Regions from separate parts of the Mus musculus genome. Here regions 1, 3, 4 and 5 are each linked to region 2. The links are chromatin contacts, called in public HiCAR-type, Micro-C and promoter capture Hi-C maps. All regions are on one chromosome and are shown on one strand. The core of a region is the stretch at or near the end of the contact, and the rest is flanking DNA. Distances in the headings are between cores, read along the strand shown. Region 1 holds the start of Fbxo4 (F-box protein 4). Region 2 holds the start of Ghr (growth hormone receptor). Region 3 has its middle 46 kb from the start of Fbxo4. Region 4 holds the start of BC037032 (cDNA Sequence BC037032). Region 5 holds the start of AW549877 (expressed sequence AW549877).

The links. Promoter capture Hi-C pulls out the DNA fragments that hold promoters and counts their contacts. A called contact is a pair of places that touch in the nucleus more often than the background predicts. HiCAR-type assays count read pairs that join an accessible place to other places.
Region 1: a contact with region 2 is called in a promoter capture Hi-C map of 3T3-L1-derived adipocytes, with 5 times the contacts expected there. The contact joins the promoter of Fbxo4 here to the promoter of Ghr in region 2. A contact is called at or near these places in 13 of 39 promoter capture datasets (the 3T3-L1 cell line, 3T3-L1-derived adipocytes, cranial neural crest and 7 more), 21 of 484 Hi-C or Micro-C datasets (the C2C12 cell line, the HL-1 cell line, adipose-derived mesenchymal stem cells and 11 more), 5 of 115 datasets of contacts at active chromatin or transcription factors (astrocytes, cardiomyocytes, embryonic stem cells and 2 more) and 1 of 9 other capture datasets (adipose tissue).
Region 3: a contact with region 2 is called in a HiCAR-type map of kidney, with 8 times the contacts expected there. The contact joins the enhancer-like site here to the promoter of Ghr in region 2. A contact is called at or near these places in 3 of 39 promoter capture datasets (cranial neural crest and liver) and 3 of 115 datasets of contacts at active chromatin or transcription factors (embryonic stem cells, fibro-adipogenic progenitors and kidney).
Region 4: a contact with region 2 is called in a Micro-C map of embryonic stem cells, with 10 times the contacts expected there. The contact joins the promoter of BC037032 here to the promoter of Ghr in region 2. A contact is called at or near these places in 9 of 39 promoter capture datasets (the 3T3-L1 cell line, 3T3-L1-derived adipocytes, cranial neural crest and 5 more), 13 of 484 Hi-C or Micro-C datasets (the C2C12 cell line, LSK cells, the N1E-115 cell line and 7 more) and 7 of 115 datasets of contacts at active chromatin or transcription factors (astrocytes, cardiomyocytes, embryonic stem cells and 3 more).
Region 5: a promoter capture Hi-C map of liver shows a contact between it and region 2. The contact joins the promoter of AW549877 here to the promoter of Ghr in region 2. A contact is called at or near these places in 7 of 39 promoter capture datasets (the 3T3-L1 cell line, cranial neural crest, embryonic stem cells and 3 more), 14 of 484 Hi-C or Micro-C datasets (cardiomyocytes, cortical neurons, embryonic fibroblasts and 7 more), 6 of 115 datasets of contacts at active chromatin or transcription factors (astrocytes, embryonic stem cells, extraembryonic endoderm stem cells and 3 more) and 1 of 9 other capture datasets (adipose tissue).

What each region holds. Positions count from the first base shown.
Region 1 is chr15:3,978,179-3,980,878 of GRCm38.p6, reverse strand. It overlaps Fbxo4 (F-box protein 4), which reads left to right and starts at 1,306. Exons shown (of 7, transcript NM_134099.2): 1 at 1,306-1,637. The coding sequence starts at 1,455.
Region 2 is chr15:3,581,950-3,584,662 of GRCm38.p6, reverse strand. It overlaps Ghr (growth hormone receptor), which reads left to right and starts at 1,311. Exons shown (of 11, transcript NM_010284.3): 1 at 1,311-1,663. RefSeq lists a cis regulatory region at 1,121-1,255 and promoters at 1,391-1,575, 102-1,575.
Region 3 is chr15:3,932,400-3,935,106 of GRCm38.p6, reverse strand. No RefSeq gene overlaps it. Among named protein-coding and RNA genes, the nearest start is that of Fbxo4, 46 kb to the left of the region's middle. Within about 2 kb of position 1,361, at least 1 of the 459 cell types and tissues checked has an H3K27ac peak or open chromatin away from gene starts, as enhancers often do. A contact at or near this core is called in kidney, where this site is marked.
Region 4 is chr15:4,025,937-4,028,656 of GRCm38.p6, reverse strand. BC037032 (cDNA Sequence BC037032) reads left to right here and starts at 1,251. Exons shown (of 2, transcript NR_028266.1): 1 at 1,251-2,638. Oxct1 (3-oxoacid CoA transferase 1) reads right to left here and starts at 2,229. Exons shown (of 17, transcript NM_024188.6): 1 at 1,808-2,229. The coding sequence starts at 1,885.
Region 5 is chr15:3,994,372-3,997,071 of GRCm38.p6, reverse strand. It overlaps AW549877 (expressed sequence AW549877), which reads left to right and starts at 1,326. Exons shown (of 6, transcript NM_145930.3): 1 at 1,326-1,457. The coding sequence starts at 1,358. Gm2093 (predicted gene 2093) reads right to left here and starts at 1,033. Exons shown (of 3, transcript NR_045740.1): 1 at 988-1,033.

The sequences.
Region 1 (2,700 bases), core at 57-2,556, 400 kb before region 2:
TGTTCTCCAGAACAAGGTTTACACCTCAGGTTATAACGTGGTGATCCTTACTAGATTATTCTAAAAGATTTTAAAGAATTTAACACGTGACTACTAAATCCGAAGTATTCCCGTGATGAAGTCTAGATGTGGAATGGGTTTGGGGATTAGATTAAGTGAGGTAATCTACTTTAAAGAGACTGATAACCTGCTACCAAATAGGTATTTGTGTCTTTCCTAAAACTATATCCAGTGCTATATAATATTTTGTTATATAGCCTACCTCTCATTTCTTAAATTTCTTTTTGATTATGATTAAAGTTACTAGAATAGACATCACTTTTGGAAGATTAAAAATTCACTAATGGCTTTTAATAGTACCACATCCAGGCTTTTCTTTCCTATCAAATTTTCTTCTGACCTTTTATGATAGATCATTGATTGAACAATTTTTTAGTGTATGTACATTTTTGTCGTGGGCTTAAACTCACCATTTTGGTAGAAAATACCTAATAATGGAGTTTGAGGAAGTAAATGCAAGCAAAATGTGAGTGGCCATGGCCAGAGATTGGATTCAGGTTGGCACACCAAGTTGTGGAAGCAGTTGCAAGAACTATTATAGCCACAAAACAAAGACCATACATCAAATACATATACCACCTACGCTGATGAGGGCATTATGTACACAGCCTAGATAAAATTGGCTACATCTTGCCTGGCTTTCAGATGTTACAACATTATTTACTTTAAAATCGGTAAAGGGGGCAGGTGTTTGAGAGATGGTTCAGCAGTTATAAGAATGTACTGTTCTTTCAGAGGGCCTGAGTAGGTGGCTCTCAAGGGTGTGGTTTCCAGTTCCAGGGTTTGTGATGCCTGTGGCCTCTGCTGGAACCTGAGTGCTCATGCATATATCCACATACATGTAGTTAAATAAAATTTTAAGCAAAGCTTACAAGTTTCACCCAACCTCATGAGGTTAGACCAAAACCAGATTGAAGTTAATATTAAAAGAGCTACGCTTGAGGCAGTTTTGGCTTCCCATCTACAATAGTTTCTCCACAGCACGATGTTCTAGTCAGCCAAGGTTATCTTTAATAACACATAAGGCTCCTGATAGCCTCCACGGGCTCAGTTTTTGCTCAACTCCAAGTGGTAGATTGCTGATTCCAAAACACAGAAGCACACATACAGCCTACTTAATATCTAACGCTTAAGGGGAAGCAAGATTTCAGAAAAAGGGTGGCTGTTCAACAAGCCCTAGCTCCCAGGTCCTTGTGGTGACGCACAGAGGCAGGGAGGGACCCGGAGGATGTGTAGTGTGGGAGGGTTTGGGCTAACGGGGTGAGTCATTCCGGGCCACCTCGGCCTGGAGCCCTGCCCAACCGACCAGCCCGGGTCGTACCAGCGGGGCGGAGGCGGAGGCCGAGCGGCTGGGGAGCCCGTGCGCCCCGCGGTGTCGCGCGGAGCCTGCGACCATGGCTGGAAGCGAGCCCCGCGGAGCCGGCTCCCCGCCGCCCGCCAGCGACTGGGGCCGCCTGGAGGCAGCCATCCTGAGCGGCTGGAGGACCTTCTGGTATTCGGTGGCCAAGGAGCGGGCGACGCCGACGGCCTCCCGGAAGGAGGCGGCGGAGGAGACGAGCGCGCTGACGCGGCTGCCGGTGAGCCGAGGCCGCAGGCCGCGCACAGAGACCGCCGCAGGCCGGGGGCCTGGGCCGGCAGGGCAGCCACTTCCGGGTGTGTGCTCGCCTGGAAGTGAAGTGGCCAGGATTGCCTTGATGGTAACTCTTGGTATCCCCCTGCCAACCAAGGTCGCACTACAACACTCACTAATGACCAGCGAGATCACCCACAGGTTGTCAGTCATCCTATTTGGATGTCTGGAAATCTGATGAAGGAAGTGGGTTAGCTTGGAAGGCATTCCAGTGTCTTTCTTCTGCACATTTTAATCCCTAGTCAATGTATTCCAGTTAGGGGGGGGGGGGGGTCGCCTAGAGCAAGCAACTCTGACATATCCAAAGCAACAAAACTGCCACATAATTGAAACCAGTAAAGTTACAAGTACCTCAAGTTAGGTCAGGCTGCAAAGAGGATGCATGCAATTTAAAGTTTCAGAGAAAGATAAAATAAATAAATAAATAAATAAATAAATAAATAAATAAATAGATTATACATTGTTGATGACAATTCCTTTATCTCAGTTGGGTTATTAGTACATCCCACTGACATTCACTCTAAATGAAAGCCACAGGCTTAGGTTACCTCCAAGCTTCTCTCAGGTGTCCTCGGAACCTGATTAATACTCTATAGAGAGAAATTCAAATGACAGGTTCACATGCTTTCATTTGATCTAGTGATAAAATCAGAAAAACCGCCACTTTGTTTTTTTAGATTTATTTATTTATTTATTTTATGTATATGTGAGTACACTGTCACTGACACACCAGAAGAGGGCACTGGATCCAAATTACAGATGGTTGTGAGCCACCATGTGGTTGCTGGGAATAGAACTCAGGACCTCTGGAAGAGCAGCCAGTGCTCTTAACCTCTGAGCCATCTCTCCAGCTTGAAAAAAATCTCCACTTGACACTCATTTATTTTTGAAGAACAAATTAGTAACTGGTACATCAACATACTCATGGAAAGAAATGAAAGGAACTGGTTACTTTGCTTGAAAAATAGAAAGGCAGAGCTTGAGTTTGCAACATTTCAGGTGTGTTAGGG
Region 2 (2,713 bases), core at 62-2,561:
GGTTAAAGATAAGTGAGCTTACAACTAGCTGTCAGAACAAAGCAAACAGTAAAAAGACCACATGACCAGTTGCTCCACCAGATACAAGACAGCTAGACAGCCCCGGGGCTGGACTTTTGTACCTTTGTACTCTATGCCTGGAGAAGAGAGTGGTGAAGCCGTCTGGTGCTTCGTGACAATACTTACACAGCACTCTGACTTTAAGAAGTGCTTTGACAACTCCCATCTTGGTTAATTTTTTTTTTTCAACAAAATGGACCTAGGTAGCAAGAGCCTGTTGTCTGATAGACAAACTGTGTCTTTCTCTAGGTCACAAACAAGGACAAACCTCAGGCTGGACCTTATTCGTGCCTTCCCTGCAGACCTGTGTTCCGTACTAACATAGCTCTCTTCAAACAAACATGCATTCTTGGTAAATTACCTACTTTGTCTCCACTTTTTTTATTTTAACCTCTCGGATTGGAATGTCTTTAATGTCCCAGTGAGCAGGAGTTTGAAAATTGGAACCAACTAGACAGATAAAAGCCTAGTACACCCCGGCATAGTCTTACAAGAAGTGGATGCTCACAGTCAGCTATTGGATGGATCACAGGGCCCCCAATGGAGGAGCTAGAGAAAGTATCCAAGGAGCTAAAGAGATCTACAACCCTGTCGGTGGAACAACATTATGAACTAACCAGTACCCCGGAGCTCTTGACTCTAGCTGCAAATGTATCAAAAGATGACCTAGTCGGCCATCACTGGAAAGAGAGGCCCATTGGACATGCAAACTGTATATGCCCCAATACAGGGGAACGCCAGGGCCAAAAAAAAAATGAGAATGGGTGGGTAGGGAAGTGGGGGGGAAGGGTATGGGGGACTTTTGGGATAGCATTGGAAATGTAATTGAGGAAAATATGTAATAAAATATTTTAAAAAATAAAAATAAAAAAAATGGAAAAAAAAAAAAGCCTAGTAGACTCATCACACTTCCCAAGGCTACTTCTTCCTGTACCTGCAGGAGGTGCACTGCTCTCTTTGAACTTACAGCCTGTTCTTGAGGACTTCTAGATACTGCCTTCTTTGGGGGAACCCGATGGGTGGAGAGGAGGGAAGTCTCCCGCAACTACCAATATTTTCCTCTAGGAGGAGCCCTGCCGCCCAATTGAGAGCGACACGCACCAACTCGCAACTCCTCGCCAGAAAGCTTCATCCCAGCCCTGCGGACTGAGTAGCGGGGGCGGCGTTCAGCCTCCCCGCAGCGGCCCCGGAGCTAGCTGCCCTCAGCTCCCGCTGCCCTTCCCCTAGGCAGCCTGGATCCCCGAGGCGGCGGCGGGTCCCTCGCAGAGCCGAACGCCAGCCGCCTTTTCCCACCCCTCCCCTCTCTTCCTCTCCCCTCCCCTCCCCTCCTCCCTTCCCGTTTCACCCCGCCCCCTTCCTCCTCCCCAAGCCTGACAACCCACGAGCTGCCAAGCAGGGCGCAGCCATGGGAAGAGGAGGCGGTCTAGGGAGCGGCGGCACTGGCAGAGGCGGCTGCTACAGCGGCGGTGGCGGCGACGGCTGTTACTGAACCCCGGCAGCCGCGGGGATCCCGGGCTGGGTCCACGCGGGCCTGAGGCCTCGGCTCCAGCAGCCCCCAAGCGGACACGAACCCGCGTTCTGTCTCCCGAGGCGAAACTCCGAGGTACTGGAGGGGAGTTCTTATTTCCCTCACATTGTGCCAGGAGACCTGGGAGTAGACCCGGGCATGCCAACTGCTTGTGAAAAATTGGGGTCACTTTTATGTATTTGCCCCGATAATTTTATTTTATTTTATTTTATTTTATTTTATTTTATTTTATTTTATTTTATTTTATTTTATTTTGATGAGTTTAGAGTGGGTTGTATTCCCTTCTCAAAAGTTGTTTTCTGCTGATGGGTTGGTGTAACCCGATCCTCCGTGTCCTGGAGAAGTGTGTGTGTGTGTGTGTGTGTGTGTGTGTGTGTGTGTGTGCGCGCGCGCGCCTGTGTGTGTGTGTGTGTGTGTAAGTTGTTCTTGGTGCTGAGTGAAGCTGAAAGTTGATGTGGGCGACAAGGAATGGGGGGCAGCAAGCGAACTGTCCCAGCCTGGAGCCTGCTCCAACCAGGTTGTGAGATGCAAGGAGAGGTTTCTTCCTAAGACTGTTTTCTTGGTCTTAAAAGTTTCGCGAGTGTGTTTGTCACCATCAGCCTGCTAACCTGGAGCAAGGACTGTGGAAGCTGCTGCTGCTGTCTGAAGCGAGCTCCTGGTTGGGTGTGATGGCCTGAGGGACTCCGGAGGGTGGGTTGTGAAGCACGCGACCCCCGCAGCGCTCTGCCTTTGCGCAGTCTGTGCAGGCTGCAGCTGCAAGCTGGAAGCAGAGGAGCTGGAGTCAGAGTCACCGACGCCAGAGCCTCCATGAACTGGGGTGAGTGGAAATTGTGGCAAGCCAAACTGTCCCGGCGCTGGACACACTCGTGGTTATGAAATCAACCAGGCTCAAAGTTCTGATAGAACTGCAGAGTCTTGAGAGCTGAGCGGGTGAGTCGGGTCACGTCTGGAGAGAGAGAGGGAGAGAGCTGGCTGCAAGCAGTGGTTGTAACATGGGACTATCCGCTTGTGGGTGCGTGGGGAAATCTATTTCTGGGCAAGGACTTTATATATAGCACCGGGGAGTACGTCTGCTGGGACCAGGGTGCAGGTTTCCGTGGTGAGCTCTGATGTGTGTGCTGAAGA
Region 3 (2,707 bases), core at 112-2,611, 350 kb before region 2:
TATCTTTTAATCTTATCTTCCTGTTCTTAGTATCTATCACGCTTAGTTCTTAAATACTGTGATAAATATATAGTTTAACTAATGGTGTGCTAGAAATATCATCTCCTGAGAGGACAAAGGGTATAGATCTATAGTATTTGGCAACATCTGTGGTTGAATTTTAAACTATTGCCAGTGCATTACTGAATGCAAAATTAGAAATGTGTGAATGTAAATGTTTTCTGAACTAAACGTTACTGCAGCAGGTTCACAGATGTCCTTGGTTCTTGTTTACTATATTTCTCTATAACCAGAACTTTAAATCATTGGGGGTGGTATTATCCAGTGATAATGAAACTATACCATGCTCGCTCTCTCTCTCTCTCTCTCTCTCTCTCTCTCTCTCTCTGTCTCCCCATGTGTGCCTTTAATTAAGTTTATCTTTTCTTATTGATAAGGATTGTAGGTATGTAAAAATAGTAGTAATAGCTTTCACAAAGTCTTTCTAGCTTCAAACCCACCACCACAGCCGTCTCTTTACCAAAATATTACAATAATATGAGTACTAAATACTTACTAATAAGTGACTGGGAAGGTTCAGAAAAAGACTCCAGTATGCATTCATGATAACATTTAGAGGAATTAGGGATTTTGTTGAATAACCATGGGGATTATTGCTTTCTTGTGTAATGATTTTTTTCACATTCCAGAATAAAAACAGGGAAAAAAAACAGGATTAAAATTTTCTCCTACTCTTAACTACTTGGGAGCAAACACCCCAGCTCTATGGCTATTCCAGGGATGAGAACACAGTATCTATAACAACTCAGGAGACCATGTATATATATCGTCTAGTACTTCACTTTTGTTGTTGTTGTTGTTGTTTTTTTTTTTTTTTGCCAATTTAGGATTAGGGTGTCCATATTTTTAAAAAATTGAAATCAATGTTGGTTTGCAAATGCAGACAGAAATTAGGTAACTCCAGAAAAGTTTTATAGGAAAGCAAGTGTGCAAAAATTAAAAATTGTCACCAGCAGAACTAGATTGGAAATATAGAATTTCACCAATCATACTAACAAAATCTAATCTGAACAGTCTGAGGTACAAATTTCAGAATATTTAGTTCTTTTTCTTTTTAAAAAATTAAAATTTAATTACATAATTTCTCCTTCCTTTTTCTCTCTTCAACCCCTCTTTTAGACTCATGGCCTCTAGTCTAGTCTTTTTCTTTAATTATTTTTTTCCTCTCTCAAATACATAAATACAGTATTCTCAATCTATATAATGTTGTTGGGGTCCAGAAATCGCCTCACAAACCACACGAACCCTGATTTCAGTCAGACAAGGACAGTTTATTGAGCATACACCTCAGGACTGGTCGACCAGGGCTATGGTCCAGATTCAGGAACTGACTCATGACCCTGAGTTAAGATCCTACAGGGTTTTTAAATCCACAAACATCTGTGGCAAATTATTTACCACTCAGGATTTTGGGGGTGGGGGACTTGCTTAGGAATATTTGTTGCACATTTATCCTGTTTCCATTGGTTGGGGTACTTAACTGTGGTGAGTTCTAAGTTGTCTACCAGGATGGGACTTGTCTAGCATCTACATTTAACTTGCCGCCCAGGATGACAGTTACCCATGTACATGTCTCTTTCTGCCAAGTGGGATGTCAGTTCCCAAGGAGGTCTTGGGAACTTAAGGGACAGTTTTTAAAAGCAAATACCATAAAAACTTATCCACAGGTACAGGAAGTGCTGCTGGGTGGTTGGTTCAGGTCCAAGCTTATTGTGGGCAACTATACGGAATAGTTCTACTGACTTCTATTGTGATTGGTTTTGAAAAGCATAGAATATAACCGAATATGTAATCAATCTTAGCATTAGAAAAGTTTCCTAGTAACAGCAGACATATATGAAAAAGTTTTTTAATAATGGCAGGCTAGCCAGGTTACTGCTACCTAGGCCTTGGTATTTTTCCTAGGCCTTAACATTCCATGTAGGCCTTAATATTTTACCCAGGCCTTAATATTTTACCTAGGCCTTAACATTCCATGTAGGCCTTAATATTTTACCCAGGCCTTAATATTTTACCTAGGCCTTAACATTCCATGTAGGCCTTAATATTTTACCCAGGCCTTAATATTTTACCTAGGCCTTAACATTCCATGTAGGCCTTAATATTTTACCCAGGCCTTAATATTTTACCTAGGCCTTAACATTCCATCTAGGCCTTAATATTTTACCTAGGCCTTAACATTCCATCTAGGCCTTAATATTTTACCTAAGCCTTAACATTCCATCTAGAACTTAATATTTTACCTAAACCTTAATATTTTACTTAGGCCTTAACATTCCATCTATGCCTTAATATGTTACCTAGGCTCTAACAATATTACTTGTATATATACTATTTCAGGATTCACCACTTGGATAAATGAGGAATTTTTCCCTTGCAGAAAACTATTTTCCCCCGCTCTTAACATTCTGTAGTAACTTGTAGTTCTTTGCCTAGGGTTGGGGCCCTTCAAAATGTCTCTCTTTCATTTTATCATGTCTGTTGCCGTCATTCTTGTTCAGTTCTTGTTTCGGCAGTCATGTTGAGACTTCATGGGTATAGCTTTTGACATTTCCAGGAGCTGTAGTCTCTTAATAGATTTTTTGTTCTGCTGACTTTTATAATTTTTCTGCCCCCTCTTCCCTAATGTTCCCTGAGTCTTGATGCA
Region 4 (2,720 bases), core at 2-2,501, 440 kb before region 2:
GCAGAGCAGTCTGCAGTGTTGAGGGAGGCAAAGGACTGAGGTATACCGTGGTCCCAGTGAAACGAACACAGGGGTATTACAATTCAGCACAGGGGTATTACAATTCAGCACAGGGGTATTACAATTCAGCAGAGGCGGATGACTTACGCGCTAAGCAAGCAGCCAGTAAGGCCAACCAATGCATAAGCGGGCAGAACACCCCAGAGAGCAGGAGCTGCACCTTCTTTCCTCATTCCTGAGAAGCCTAACTTTGAACTGGGCCATGAACTTTTTACTAACCCATAATTACAGCTCATCCACCTAGAGGTTTGCTGGCTTGAGAAATGGTTTAATGATTATATTGAAAGTGGGGTAGACTAGAGGTGAATAATTTAAACTTAGACAAACATGCACTGTCAAAAGAAAGTTTTTGACCTTGGCCCAAGGACATCCCTGTGTCCTGGTTTTTTGCATCTGCTCCATCACTTGCAGCAGGTTGGCTGGTGGTTAAGTGCATCCAAATTTGCATGCAATTACCCAAATGCCTCCTTTGAGGAATTTAACAACGCAATGACTCAGTTCTGAACCATTCCCTAGCACACGAGGGAGTCCTGTGATGACATCTTTAGATTCTCAACACTCAGAGATTGAAGGCAAGGAAATGAGCAACAGGGGAAGGAGTTCAAGAGCACACAGTGCAAGTAAATGCCCTGCGTGATGCACTCTTCTTAAGTTCAGGACTGCAATTTGAAACCTCTTCAAAGAAAACTTTGCAGGTTCGGGAAGAGGCTCCTGAGCAAACTGAACACTCCAAGGTGAATCCACCCTCCTCCCCACCCTCCTCCAGCACTCAGTTCCTTGGTCCCATACTCAAATCCAACCCGAATGTGTGCTTAGAGGCTAGACCCTCTACAATGTATAAGCAAAAATATCCACCACCAGCTAGTCTGCTAGGAGGGCGACTCAGGATACCATTCTGTGGGTCAAGGTGTTTGGGTTTTTTTGTTTTTGTTTTTGATTTTTGTTTTTTTACGGTCTTTGAACATTGCAAGTCTCTAACCCGGAGGGGACGGAGAGGAATTCAAAATAAAGGACCGAGGCGTTTGCAAACTGCAGCGGAGCGCCGCCAGCCCTCCTTCTGCTTCCAAACGCTTGGCAGGCTAAATCGCCCCGTGACAAGAGCTCCAGTCCGGGTTCCCCTTTCTACCGCCATATAGGGAAGGGGAGGATGGGGAGCGGCAGTCCGCCTCCGCAGCGCACAGCATCCGCCCACTTGGCGGTGAACTTGAGCCAGCAGCGGTTAACCCGGCCCGGGGTTCTGGGCCTCAGCCGGCGCCAGCAGCTCCCTCAGGTGGGGCGCAAGCCTCAGCGCGCCGCCCTTCTCCGCTCCTCTCCTCCAACCGGCCCTTACCTAGGGCGACGGCCCCGGGGACCCCCTTCCCAAGGGCGTCGGCCTGGAGCCTGGAGTCTGTAGGAGTGGCGGGAGATGGGGACGCGAGTCCCTGGACGCCGACAGTCTGTCTCTAAGGCGTTGCTGCGTGGCTTTGGTACACAGAGCCTCGACCGCTTCTCCACCGCTGCAAGCACAGCGGGGAAGTGGATGGAGAAGCAAAGACAGACAGACAGACAGACAGACAGACAAGCGGCGGCGGGGCTACCCTGAAACCCGAGCGTCTCCAAGCCCCCACCCCCAACCCCCGGGCACGGCGCTGCAGATGCCAGATCCCCGACCAGAGGCGGTGGAGATGGGCAGGGCAAAGAACGCGCGCGCCGCTCGCAGCTCGTCCGCGCGTGGCCTTCCTCTTGCCCCCCTGCACCTTCAATTTACCTTATGCAGGGCGCCCCGCGAGCTGCGGGCTGAGGCGCCGAGCCGAAGCCCAGAGGACAGGAGTTTGAGAGCCGCCATCTTCGGCCCCGGGTGCGGGAGACGGTGGCGCGCGCGGGAGTGCGTGCGAGTGCTGGTTGCCCGGGGCCGCGGCGGCGTCACCGGCTAAGAAGAGAGAAGGCAAGGCGAGCGGTAGGGCGGGCTGGAGGCTCGACCGCGCGTCAGTGACGTCCTCGGGACCTCAGAGCGGTGCCGCCCCTTGCTGCCTGCTGGCTTGTCAAGAAGCGAGACAGGGAGGGGCTCACGGCTAGGAATGGAAAGGCTGCACAGCTAGGACGAGCCCCGCGGGTTGTGCCGGGGCCGGAGGTGCTGGGCTCCAGCTCATCTGCGGGCACACCCGCAGCGGCGGGCGCTGCACTCAGGCTGGAGGGGGCGCTAGAGCCTGCCTTCCCCTCGCGCAAGGCTTGGCATCAACCAGGGTTTCGGGTTGCCAAGGGCCTGGAGGGTCTCTTACTGAACGTGTTACTTTTCCAAATCGCCCTCTGGAATGAGTACAGGTACAAAGGGTCACTGATAAAGATCTCCTTCCAGATCTAGACAGCTCACCTTTCCAACATTTCTCAACCCCAACACCCACAACTCTCTTCAAGTCTGGTTTTGCCCTTAGTTTCCTCTGAAACCCAGCAGCGTGCTGACTGACCCTCATGAGACATGACCTGCTTAACCGACAGAGGGACAAGATTAGAACTGGGCTGTTGTTCCCCATCATCCTACTCTGTGTTCCAGAATTTTCCTGGAACCGGAGTCCCAACAATTCCAGAAATTACAGAACAGGTATAAGCACAGAAGTGTCTGTCTCCTCTCCTCCTCGTCCTTGTCCATGTTGTATAATTCCCCTCACCTTGTAATGCTCTTC
Region 5 (2,700 bases), core at 77-2,576, 410 kb before region 2:
ATTTCTGTGGGATGCTTGCTTGTTTGTAAACTGGGTCTCAGTATGTACTGGCTGCTCTAGAACTGCCAGCATCCCCTCCAGCCTTAGCTTCTCAAGTTCTGGGATTACAGAGTAAGTCAACACTCTAGCATAAGAGTTTGAATTCTGTAGTTCACCTTGATTATAGAATGCAATTTTTCTGGCCTTCAGATTCTTCATTATAAAGTATCATAAGGATTTGTTGTTGATTATTGTTTTCTATTAAAAACCATTTTCCCAAGTACGTAAGGGCATTACACAAGTACCGAAGACACAGAGCACGTGTTTTTTGCTCTGTGCATTTAGAGTAAAATGACAGGAGAAAAAAACTGGTCATCATGGCCACTTGCAGAAAAGTGACTGTGGTTAGTCACTCTTAAACGATCACATTACTATTTTCATAGTTTAAATATTTTCTACCAGGCTACAACAAAAACCTTAAAATTAAGATGAAGGGTAGAGTTATTCAAAATATATTGTGCCAAACCGGGGGAAACAAACGAACAAACAAAAAGCCAAAACAGCATTAGATTTCCGTGGCCATAGGCAAGAATTAGCATTCATGGAATGCAAAGCAATTTGACCACTTGAGTGCTGATTAAGACCCGGAAGAACACTTAACACTTGTCAGGAAGGTCTCAAGGTGAACTAAGACAGTGAGGTCGCTGCCACGTTTAGGTCGCAAGACATTTAAGGTACTTTAAGTGTGAGCTAGCCAAGATCAATCCGGAGTAAAAACAAGCTCCAGGGTGAAGATTCGGGGAAAGCGTTATGCCAGCTAGCAGGCTGAGGACTGCCAAGTTGTCTGCCCTCACACTAGGTCTCGCAGCTTGGATGAATCTCACCCGTCCGCAGACTTCCGTTTCTGACCTTCCCCCACCACCCCCCGCCCCCACCATTACAATCAAGTTTTATTTTAGTCCACCTCCTTCACTACAGCGCCAACCGCTGCAAATCCTCTTTCCAGACCTTCCAAACCGCCCTCTTCCAGCCAGCTGCTGCGGCTGCAATCTCCCTGCACCCGCGGAGAGAGTCGATGTCCTATTGGCTCAGCTCGGGGCATGGTCGGCTTCCGATTGGTTGAAATTAGAAGGCGGGAGAGAGGTGTGCCCTTACATCATCGACTGGCCCCTCGCAGCACGGGATTGTGGGAGGGAGAGGGCCACTGGGAGGAACTAAATACCCGGAACGACCTTTGCGGGCCGGGGCGGTCGTAGCCCGGAGCCTATGTCTCCGCCCACCGGCTGGGCGGGCTCCGCCCCCACTCCGCCAGCCAGGCCGTCAGGTGATCTGGGGCTCACGTGGTCACGTGGACAGGGCGGGCGCGCCCGAGCTGGCCATGGCGGCCGCGGTGTCCGGTGTGGTGAGGCGGGTGGAAGAGCTCGGGGACCTGGCTCAGGCTCACATACAGCACCTTAGCGAAGCCGCGGGGGAAGACGGTGAGGGAGCGCCGCAGAGGGAAGTGGGCGGACGGTGGTGAGATGCGAGGGGACCGCTGCGCTCGGTGGCCAGAAGGCGCGGCCTTCGGTCCGAGGCGGGGTCCCTGGTGCTGGCACTGCTGAGCTTGGTCCCCATTGGGCAGTCATCTGCCCTCTCCTCAGATGTCCTGTTACCCATGCAGCGTTTTCTACGTTCCTTGAAATCCTTTTTGTTTACATCCGACCAGATGTGTGGTGTCGAATCTGCGAGAAGGGTAGACTTTAAATAAAAGTACACACGGACTTTCTCCGGAATGTTCATACTGCCCAGAAAATGAACAGTATGTTTTTTTGTTGTTTTTTTTTTTTTTTTTTTTTTTTTTTTTTTTGCATTCAGAGAGACATGCATGACAGTTCACTTTTTCATTACTGCCTTGTAAATTTCCACTTTGTTTTCAATTCAAAATTCAGCTGTAAATACATATTGTACACAGTTATGGTGTAATTTTAATGCTCCCCCCCCCGCCCCATTTTAGTCCTTAGGTATTTTCTTAGAAGGGAAAATAGGTTAGGAAATACGTCATTCTTTTGACATCAGACTCGGTTTGCTTTTTATAAATTCTCAGTTGCCAATTGGTTCGACAGTAATCTTTTTTTGTTTTTTGAATGTTGAGCCTTTACCATCCATGAGCTTTAAAATTCTTGTGATTAGAGTCATACGATGACCGAAATGAAACATTTCTCCCAGGTGATTGACTAGTTGGTGTATTTACGGAATCAGTTCTATAATTAAATGAAGCACATATGACCACACTGAGGCTTTTTATCTTTTGGTTTGTGGCAAGCGGAACATAGAATTTGTAGTCACTGTTACCTCCCTGGGTCATGTGTCAGCCAGAGCTCAGGTAGTCTTACTTACTTATTACTGAGCCTAACAGTAATTCATATTTTCTTATGAAAGAATTCTATGATCCATTGTGAAAGGAGGCCTGGAAAGGAGGTTCAGTGTTCCATGGCCTTGTTTGGAGGCTTTGTTTATACATCTGAAAATTTACTAAAATCATAACTGTAGCTATCTGCTTTACAATCTACTAGGCAACATTGACGTTAATCTTACTGGAGAATTACTAACAGGGCTTACTTAACACCAGATTATATGTATTTGAATTATACTTGGCCCTTTTTCATACATCAAAATCAATAGACATCGGAAATTGGTCCCTTAGCTTAACAGTCATATGTTTTTCTTGAGTTGTCAGTATCG